Linked DNA regions of Bombyx mori: region 2 is linked to region 1. Evidence: chromatin contacts called from public Hi-C data. All regions are on one chromosome and are shown on one strand. The core of a region is the stretch at or near the end of the contact, and the rest is flanking DNA. Distances in the headings are between cores, read along the strand shown. Region 1 overlaps LOC101735590 (BMP-binding endothelial regulator protein). Region 2 holds the start of LOC101735590 (BMP-binding endothelial regulator protein).

Evidence for each region. A called contact is a pair of places that touch in the nucleus more often than the background predicts.
Region 2: a contact with region 1 is called in a Hi-C map of whole pupa, with 1.7 times the contacts expected there. The contact joins the promoter of LOC101735590 here to the enhancer-like site in region 1. A contact is called at or near these places in 2 of 7 Hi-C or Micro-C datasets (an unstated tissue and whole pupa).

The regions. Positions count from the first base shown.
Region 1 is chr10:10,545,627-10,551,077 of ASM3026992v2, reverse strand. LOC101735590 (BMP-binding endothelial regulator protein) reads left to right here. Exons shown (of 9, transcript XR_009974080.1): 5 at 5,268-5,451. Among protein-coding and RNA genes, the nearest start is that of LOC733030, 29 kb to the right of the region's middle. Within about 2 kb of position 1,402, at least 3 of the 8 cell types and tissues checked have open chromatin away from gene starts, as enhancers often do.
Region 2 is chr10:10,606,363-10,611,572 of ASM3026992v2, reverse strand. LOC101735590 (BMP-binding endothelial regulator protein) reads left to right here and starts at 1,289. Exons shown (of 9, transcript XR_009974080.1): 1 at 1,289-2,215; 2 at 2,304-2,374.

The sequences.
Region 1 (5,451 bases), core at 153-2,652:
TCTACTACACCTACCGCAGCAACTTGGACTTAGATGCGTGTGAAAATTTCTAGCTAATTGGGCGTCATAAAATCGGTGAAGATCCCATCCAAAGAACCCCATACATACAAACCGACATACATACCAATCTAATAAAAGTGCGTTAGGTACATACCTTTATTAAGAGACTAACTTTAAAATAATTTCACCCACATAAAGGGTTCTTTGGATTCGGATTCAATAAAAAAAATACCATATAAAACTGGCAACAACACCTACAAGAATATTTGTACGGATTGAAAAAATACAAGCTATCCAAACATTGTTCTACACTCAACTATACGAGTACTTGGTAACTTATTGAAAACAAATTACGTAGCTCTAACGGACTTAAATGTCTCTACAGAATGTCAATTTTCATATAAAGCGCATTATTCAGGGTGGTCCTACAATAGGCGACTGGTATAAAATGCTATGACATCCTCATTATAAATGCTAATACCAAAGTAAGCATTGTCGTATAGGGTTGTGATAAAGTTTTTTTTAAAATTCTAGATGAGTACAAATACTCTTTAGAAACATAGTTGTACTAACCAGTCCCAAGCCTGGGACCGCTCTTGAAGGGCACTCGTTAGACTACAGGACGAGGACGAAGGACTACTGAAATCAAAAGACTTCGATAAAATGAAGCTTAACAAAATCGAGTTATATAGATTCAATACCAATTTCGAATACTGTTATCAGATGAAAAAAACATTCAAATATTAAATTATTATTATAATGACGTTGTTAACTTTATAAACCCATTTCATCTGAAAGGTAGTCGCTTTTTTCATCAAAAAATATTAAAGCATGTTTCATTTTTGCCCTGTGAACAAATATGTGGATTTTGTGAAATTTAATGAATGACTAAATATATCTTCTCAGTTGGTTTCTTATTCTTGAGGACTCTTCTGTCGTCTATTCTTAGTCTTCTCACTCTTTCTCTCCACGTATCATTTGCCTGGTGGGGAGCCTCGTTGATCGGCATTTTCAGCTGCTGAGTAACCTGATTAGACCACCGCTTTGGACTTCGGCCACAAGACCTTTTTCCCTCAATTTTCCCGGTAACGATACCACTACGAATCTTTCCAAGCTATCAAGTTTTGTGGAGGCTTTGTGACCGAAATATTACAAGAACACGAAGACGTATAGAGGTGGCTACGAACAAATTATCATAAAAGAAAAAACAAAAGATTTTGTATTTCGTTGGCAACCCTTGTATAGGAAAGCCATTAGCATTTCCCTCGAGGGCCACGTGTCCATGCAAATGTGTTTTAGAACAAAGAACCGTTAAAGAACGCATTAAGTAATTACGAGAGCCGTATGTGAACTTGTTATCATTACAAACATTTGAATTCTCATTATGAATAATATTAATGCATTTATTTGCACGACGCAACGCGACCGCGTACGAGAAAATCTTCGTTACGACCTACGTTATTGACTATCGAGCGATAACTTACGAGAATATCTCCGAGTTTAACTGAACTTGTTTTTAAATGTAAATAAATAAAGTTCGCAATGAACATAATGCGCATGATTAAAATTTTGAATATTTTGTTACTTAAGAGGAGCAGATGAGGTGGCGCCCACCTGATACTGATTGAGCCATATTGTCTTATTACAAACGCTGTCCTAAGCTTTTCCGGTAGGATAGAGCTAGCCTAAAGAAAAAGTCTGGTGTACTCGCATTGAGCGATGCGATTATGCCGTGTTATTAAATCACGTAAACAGCTTCAATAAAAACGTACTTAAAACATGAGCGGACATGCCTTTCACAATGTAGGAATAACATCATGTTATCTATCTATATAGGTATTATATAAAAATGAATTGCTGTTCGTTAGTCTCGCTAAAACTCGAGAACGGCTGGATCGATTTGGCTAATTTTGATCTTGACTTATTTTTGGAAGTCCATAGAAGGTTTAAAAGGTAGATTAATATGAAAATGCTGGAAATTAAATAAAAATAACAATGTTGTTTTTCCTTTGACGTGTCGGACGGATTCCTTTTGTTTGTTTTAAGTTTATTTTATACAAAAGTTTAGGTCTTTTATTTATCGATTGAGGCACTACGAAGTCTGCCGCGTCAGCTAGTAAAAACTAAATTTCCATTAAAGATAATGTGCGTAATTTTATAGTTTGAAGGAAGGGTCAGCTGTTATGCTATACAATTGAGATTTAGACCTCATGTCTCGGGATGGGTGGTGGCATTTACGTTGTGGTGTTAATATGCTTCCGGTAAACACATAGCAACAAGGTTGGCCATGAGCTTGTTTACCCAATTATTTAATAAATAAAAATCACAGATATTTTTTCTATCAATAATATTATAATACAATAATACTAATGATAATCGTAATTTTCTGTTTATGTTCGTATATTTGGAAAAGAGCAAGCTCTTCTTAGCTTCTTTGTAATTCTTTATAGTGGGGAAGCTGCATCCTGTGTCGGTGGAACGTTATTGATGGTTTAAAAATATCTGTGAATTATTTGTTTTAAAAAACATTTTGTTTTCATCAACACGTTGATTTGTCATGATAAATCAAGTTACTTTAAGCCCGTCATTTTTATGCGGAAACATTAATGAAATATCTTTTTTTGATGAATAATGAAACTAAATCTACATCATACATCCAAATTCTATGAACCACTCTTGAAATTCGTATAAAGGGATGTTAAATCTTCTTCCGACATTAATGTATCATGTGCAATACCTAATACAAACAGCAGATGACTCATTATCATTACTTTTAGATTGAATAAAATTAACTCACTTATGTTATTAAAAACAAAACAGTTTATATTACGTCGATAAAGACTTTAATTATTATAAACGACAATATTTTGTATTGAAATCCGCTGTTATCGCGACTCTTAAAACAGTTAAATTGTTTTAGTTGAGATTTTTATTGCATTTAATAATCATGCGCGCTTAAACTCTTTTAACAATGTAAAGCCACAAATATGTCTAGTACCTTTACAATGACTGTTTCGATTCGTTTTTTGATAGTGAGTCATAAAATACAATATTACAATGTTAATTGATAAATAAAGTATCTAGATTGAGTTGGTAGTAAAAAAGTGTAATTAAATTTTTAAAAAAAACCAGATCGTTATGATATCAAGCAAACAAGCTCTAAAATCTTCTGCTCTTGGACAATGGACTTTTTTGCAATGGAATAAGGTATATTCTATTGCTTACACAAGAACGCATTATAGCATCACGTCAGAGAAGTACACACACTTACAGTTTGAAAATTTGGCTATATTCTATTAGGCTTCCGTAGTAGGTAGATGCAGTCGGATAAAAGTTAACCAATCGTGCAAGACGTATATATCGCACGTGTGATTTTAAAACGACTAGTGCGTTTGTAAAATCGCAACACATGCTGGATCACCGAAATATGAACATGATAATCTCGATATTTTTTAAATATTTCAAGAAATAGAACATCAGGAAAATGCACGTTTAAATAAATAAATAAAAAGCATATCATCACTGCACCGACGGGGGCGTTACCCGCAATCCTTCGGAAAACAAAAAATTAGTTCCAATTTAAATTAATTCTTTATTTGTATTTTACTATGTTTCCAGTAATTTTATTTCTACTTCACATTTTATATATTTATTATGATTATTTTTGCCGTATCCACCTTTTGCAATATAGGTTATATTGATTACATTGATTTTAATTTGCTGGAAGAGAACTCTGATGTATGAGTTAAGATCGTCGTATCTTTTATTATTTTTGTATTTCAAATTGTACCTTTTCTGATATGTTTTTATGTGTATAGATGTTTTATATGTACATATGTATCACTGATGCTTGCTTACACATGCCGGTTCAGTAAAAAATGAAAGAAATAGAAGTTTTGAATTGAAATCAGTCAATTGCGTTCTATAATATTTTTAACTAACCCTATTTAGTCTATCATCATCTTCATTTAATCGGTTTAATTGGTTGTTTAATTAATTACATTCTTGAACGCAGCCTAAGTACTTATAGAAATGTAAACGTTGCTAAATTGATATAACATTGGACGAAAGTTAATGTAACAATAACACACTACTCGATCGTGACATGACGAAAGGTGTAAAACTTTCGAAACATTGCAAATTGTAAATGGTCAATAATGAATCCAAGATTAAAACGTAAATTTAGTAGATGCCAAAACTGAAGATTTACTGAAAAACTGTGGATTACTATTAAGGAAACTGCAGAAGCGATAGTGGTGCTCGAGGTTGCAGTGATTTATACAGTCTAATAGCTAAATTATTAGCATATTCTCTCATATCCAATGAAAATCACATTGTTATTTTTGTTTAAAAAAATTCAAGAGTATAGTGGCATAACATATTCATCTTGGGCTTACTAAACTAAGCTTACACGTGTAAACGACAAAACAAACAAAAATAATTTGAAAATTTACTTAATTACCATTAGTAATACATATAATGAACGTAACATTATTTTTCTTATATTTAGAGTTCGATGAACTATTTTACGTTAGCTTGTAATATAAGATATCGCTGGTTCCGGCCGAATCAGTTTACTATCTAGAGCTCTCATTAACAACGACCTCCCTGAACCAAAGGTTGATCAGTCAGTTTCTTGAGTTCTTTTAAGTCTCTACGGAACAAAATCCTGTTTGGGCGACGAAAATTAATTTACCAACTGCCACTAGCGGTAGTTATTTATGATTTTGACCTGAATTAGAATGAGATGTCTGCGATTTTTTACTGTCGTAGATGCGCTCACGATCTACCTCATATTTAGCGCTATACCAGACACTTCATCGCAAATGTCTCCAACTACCTTGAGGCATGACGGCGTAGTCTCAATTGTATTTTATACCGCCTAACCCAGAATTCAGATGGGAATTAATGATTTCTTCGCGGTTAAGTGCGGTATGTAAAATGCGGTAAAAAGTCAGCATAGCGTCGTTCTTGACTTACTTCTTTCCAAGCCAGTATAGAATTGGTGATAGGGCTTCTTGTGAGTCCACGCGGGTAGCTACCACCGCCCTGCCTATTTCTGCCGTGAAGCAGTAATGCGTTTCGGTTTGAAGGGTAGGGCAGCCGTTGTAACTATACTGAGACCTTAGAACTTATATCTCAAGGTGGGTGGCGCATTTATGTTGTAAATGTCTATGGGCTCCAGTAACCACTTAACACCAGCTTGGGCTGCGAGCTCGACCACCCATCTAAGCAATAAAAAAATGTGATTTTTTTGTTTTTTTTAGAACGGTTTCGTGGACTGTCGGAGTGGAGCTGAAGAGTGTGGGCAGATGGATGACTGCGCGGTCGTTATGCCTCGCGAGGGTTGCTGCACTAAATGCAAAGGGTGCTGGTATAATGGTACCGAGCACGCGTCACACACCGAGTGGAACGATGATGGGAAAGTGTTCAGATGCGAAGCCGGCGTCA
Region 2 (5,210 bases), core at 40-2,539, 61 kb before region 1:
GTTATTTATGTTTTTTTTATTTTATTGCTGAGATGTGTGGACGAGCTCACAGCCCACCTGGTGTTAAGTGGTTACTGGAGCCCATATACATATACAACGTACCTAAATGCGCCACACACCTTGAGATATAAGTTCTAAGGTCTCAGTATAGTTACAACGGCTGCCCCACCCTTCAAACCGAAACGCATTACTGCTTCACGGCAGAAATAGACGGGGCGGTGGTACCTACCCGTGCGGACTCAGAAGAGGTCCTACCACCAGTAAACGTGACGTATGTGACTATAATACGATGTAGATTTGTCCTTTAATTTAGAAGAAGAAAATTGACTATGTGGTCTCATCCTACAATGGCACCACACCACTCAATCGGTGGATATCATAAACAGCGACTAGAGGATTCACCGGAGAATGGGTACCATCGTTTTACTTGTATTCTGCGATTGCGTACCTAAGTTTACTGGTGGTACGGTACATTTCAAGACAGTTCGGGTGGTTATCACTACTATCGTAACGATTTATCCCACGAAGTAGTCATACGTACTGGTTTGATGATACAAACCTTATACAATACAATTGAGATTTCGACCACATGTCTCAGAATGGGTGGTAACGTCCTTATCGTGATGTCTATGGACTTTGGTAGCCACTTTGTATCTGGTAAGCCGTAGATACACACATAAAATAAATTGGCGAATTTTTTTTATTTTTTTTTTATTGCTTAGGTGTGTGGACGAGCTCACAGCCCACCTGGTATTAAGTGGTTACTGGAGCCCATAGACATCGACAACGTAAATGCGCCACCGACCTTGAATGTCATGATACATCCTACTGCCAGTAATTACGTAAATTAATAAACATTGAGGGTTTCATTGGTATTGCACGATGTCCCTTTATCGTGGGATGTATTCACTAACTAATACCCAGCAAAAACCCGGCGCCTTGCTCATTAAGCCCCGAATGCTTCAAAATGTGTCGGGATGATAATTGAAAACAGTCAAACACCTAAGACAGATTGCATATCAACTTTACTTGTAAATTTAGGCTGTTGACGCACTATCTTTATGTTGATTGGAATTGAATCAGCCGTTAAGAATGTGCGACTCATACCGGATTCTTATCTAATATTTATTGAAAAAAATAAATTGTATCAAGAATTGAAGTGCAAGCGTCACGGAGTTCAACATTCTGCCTTTGTTAGACAATAGATTGGATTAATCATAACATAGATATCATATCGTAGTTCCGTTGTAGACAAGGATGCGCACACTTGAATTTCTGCGAATTTCTTTGTAGTTAAGTTATTATTATGCTTAAGATTTAAATCTGCCTCAAATTAGAAGAATTGGCGTAATTTATACGTAAGGATTTTAGCGGAGTTTGGTAACCCGACCTGTCTCCTGCGAAGCTTTCATGTGTTCTAGTTTAAACCACTCATCATAATATGGGCCAAGAACTTGTTTTCTTATTGTTGAAGTAGACCCCGGCTTAAGTAGGCCCCTGAAATTGCTAATGTCCATGAACGATGGTGACTAATTTCATCAAGTGGGACGTATGCTCGTCTGCCCAGAATGGCAATTTGAGGGCAGTATACATTTTGAAGTCTGGTAATTTTAGATAATACACATAAATTTCAGATTATTGAAAATTTATTTCATTGTAAGTTACAAATTTTATTTCACCACTTAATTACGTTACTACGTTGCATTCTAGAAATTTTCAAATTGTCATTTGTATACATAACCTACCTGGCAGTGATAATAAGTAGCGATGCCTATTTTATTTGGTCATAAACTTATAGATAATTAATAAAACCCTGGCTTTGGAAATTCATTTTGTGCGAGTATCGGCTGAAGGATGCTGAAAAGTGAAAGAGATTGCATGCATGCGGGTTGGTTGTGATGTTGGTGGCGATGCAGGTTGTGGCGGTGGGCGCGCGGGAGGCTGGTCGGAACTGGTCCGGCGCACGCGCGGGGCATAGTCTCGCGGTCGGCCGGCAGCGACGCGCCATCGTCCACGGCTCGCCACTCAGTGCACGCGCTGCCTCGCCGACGCCCGCGCTAGCTTGCATGGCCGACCGTGTGCCCATCTCCACGCACCGACCCCGACAGATCGGAACGACATCGCATATACACTGACTGGCATCCCTCAAACGATTCCGTTTTCCCGACCGAAGTCAAACTCGATGGTTCCTAAATTTCGTAAACATTCCATGCACGTGAGTTTCGCTATATCCTTCTCTGTTTACATTTTTTAAAGGTGCTATTTTTTTTATTATTATTTTTTGTTTGTTTGTAAAACTTAAGTTCTTCGTTGTGCATCGCGAGTGTAGTTGATAATTTGACCGGCATTGGAGATCTACGATCTGAATTTAAAGGTGAGTAATTATTGTTTTATGACATTTTTTCTCCGATACATTTCAATATATTTTTATTCATAGTTTTTGTGTGTTATATTAGAAAGTTACTTGCATGGCAACCAAACAAGTTAAGGCTACATGCACGTACGTAGTAAATGCGCAAGTAAGTACTTAAGTTGAAGTAACCTCGTTAAGTTGGGTCAAGATAAAATAAAATTCGATTTAAAAAAATGATGCATCGGTAAGAATCTGAATAAGTTTCAAAACACATTCCACTATATATCCACAGCAACCTATATTGTACTTTAATACCCATAGACTTGTATGCAACGTAACGATGACGTAGCAACAGCTTTTACTACGGCAATAAGAAAACAAACCAGTAGGCGATGTTGTAAGTCTAATATCATACTCATTAGTTGCTTGAATTTTCGTATCTATCTTAAACACATACATATACAAATTTAAAAATCCAATCAACTAGTTTAAATATAATTTTAGTTCCGAAACGGTGTGATACAATAAAAACTAAATACTTATATATATGCTAGTTTATGAGTTTTTTTTAACTTATGATTTACAAGAAGTTTCTGTATATATTTCTTCCAATTCGTCATTCTGATATAGGTAGTCTTTTAAATTACTTACCGATTTTTGTAGTTGTCAGAATGCGTTCAACCTTCGTGTTCAGTTTGATAGTTTACTGAATAGTACTCGAACAGACGAATTTAATGAGCCCAAGCTTGGTGATTTTAATAGCTGTTCTAGACGGTCTATTATCTTACGCATATATCTTACGGGTAGCGTAAAAAGCTATTCCAGCTACGCCCGGACTGGTAGGTGAGCTCAAGGGCTCAACCTGAGAGAGTTTGCTAACACTAGCCCCGGCAAGAGCTGTGCTTCGCAGAATCTACCACCGGATCGGAATCGCGACCCACTGAGAAGATCCGGCAAGAAACTCAGCGGGCGAGACGGTCTAAACGCTGTCTATCATTACGGTCCATTATCAGCCTTCAAGCTTTATCAACAAAATTACACAAAGACGAATTTCATTATGTCGCAACAAATTGAATTAGAATTGAAGATTCTTTAAGTGAGTATTGGCAAACATACATAATACATGTATGTACCTATGTATCAACAAGCTCAAATGATTGATCCTTTAGTATGAAGCTAATTGGCCATATCTCAAAACGAACGTAAAATGTACAAAATGAGTAGTTACTTATCTACTACTGCTGTTGTTATTTTTGTTCTTGACAACAATTATAATCAAGCTATAACATAAAATAGGTTTTAAGGATGTGTGTTCGTTAATCTTCTCAAAAAATATTTTTTTGCTCAGATGGGTGGACGAGCTCACAGCCCACCTGGTATTAAGTGGTTACTGGAGTCCATAGAAATCTACAATGTAAATGCGCCACCCACCTTGAGATATAAGTTCTAAGGTCTCGATATAGTTACAACGGCTACCCCACCCTTCAAACCGAAACGAAATACTGCTTCACGGCAGAAATAGGCGAGGTGGTGGTACCTCACAGGAGGTCCTACCACCAGTAAAAAAAATTAAAAATGATTAGTAACTGACATAGACCAGCAGATTAATTCCCCTGCCATCTAATGCCAAGGGATGCTTTTAATTTGCGAAGCAATTTTTACTTAGCTTCATGAGCTTTATTTAAATGGAATGCTTAATGTAAAAGCTTGTTGTCTTCAATAGGATCATAATTATTATGTATTATTATTGATTTAGACACATTTTGACATACTTATTTGGAGCTTGATATACGATAAATACTTCAGTTAAATTTCTCAAAGTGGGTGGCGGTATTCACAATGTCTACGAGATGCAGTAATCACTTAACAGCGGATGGCTCGTGAGCTCGTTCACTTATCTATACTTCTATACTAAAATTATAAAGAGGAAAGATTTGTTTGTTTGTTTGTATTGAATAGGCTCCGAAACTACTGAACCGATTTGAAAAATTCTTTTACTGTTTGGAAGCTACACTATTCCCGAGTGACATAAGCTATAATCTTTTTTGAGAAAAAATAGGGATCCTTACTAAAATTCCAATAATGTAACTCAAGGTGTAAAAAAAATACCTAAAATATTGTTTACATCGCGTGACCTGCGAAAACTACTGATGGTAGAATAAAATAATGTACTACGACTTTGTAGAACACATTATTATTTACAAAAAATGTCACGACAGCATATGTCTAACTATTATAGTTATGCCGCAATAAGTGTTCTTTTATTTAAAAAAATAAAACAACGTCAAATATCGTTAAAATTTTTGTTAAAGACCTGAGCGGAGCCGGAGCGGGCCGCTAGTCTATGCAATAAAAGGCGTAAGAAATTTTAATGAGAATTAGTATGTTAGTTAAAACGTTGTGTAAGACCTTAGCAAAAACATTATAAACACCTGTACATGTGTTTTATGCAACTTAAAAGGAAGAAAACTGTAGTCTGTAATTGTAGTATGCAAATTGTAGTCGTCTTGGCTTAAAGGATAAGACATCCGGTGAACTCGTATCGAGGGATGTGCCTATGCCGGTGTTCAAATCCCGCATGCAGGTACCAATTTTTCTAATGAATTACGAACACAACTCATACTTACAAACGACTTACACAATGAAAGAATAATAAGGTGTGTTTAAAATGTAACCCGAAAAAAAAAACAATTTTATTACTGGTGGTAGGGCGCCTTGTGAACTCATAAGCGAAGCAGTAATACGTTCTGCTTCCGCTTTATCTAAGAAATAAATAGATGTAGATAAAGAGATAGAATAAGAAATAAAAAGATGTGAAGATCTTTGTGTAAAACATAAAAGTGTTTATAAATGGAAA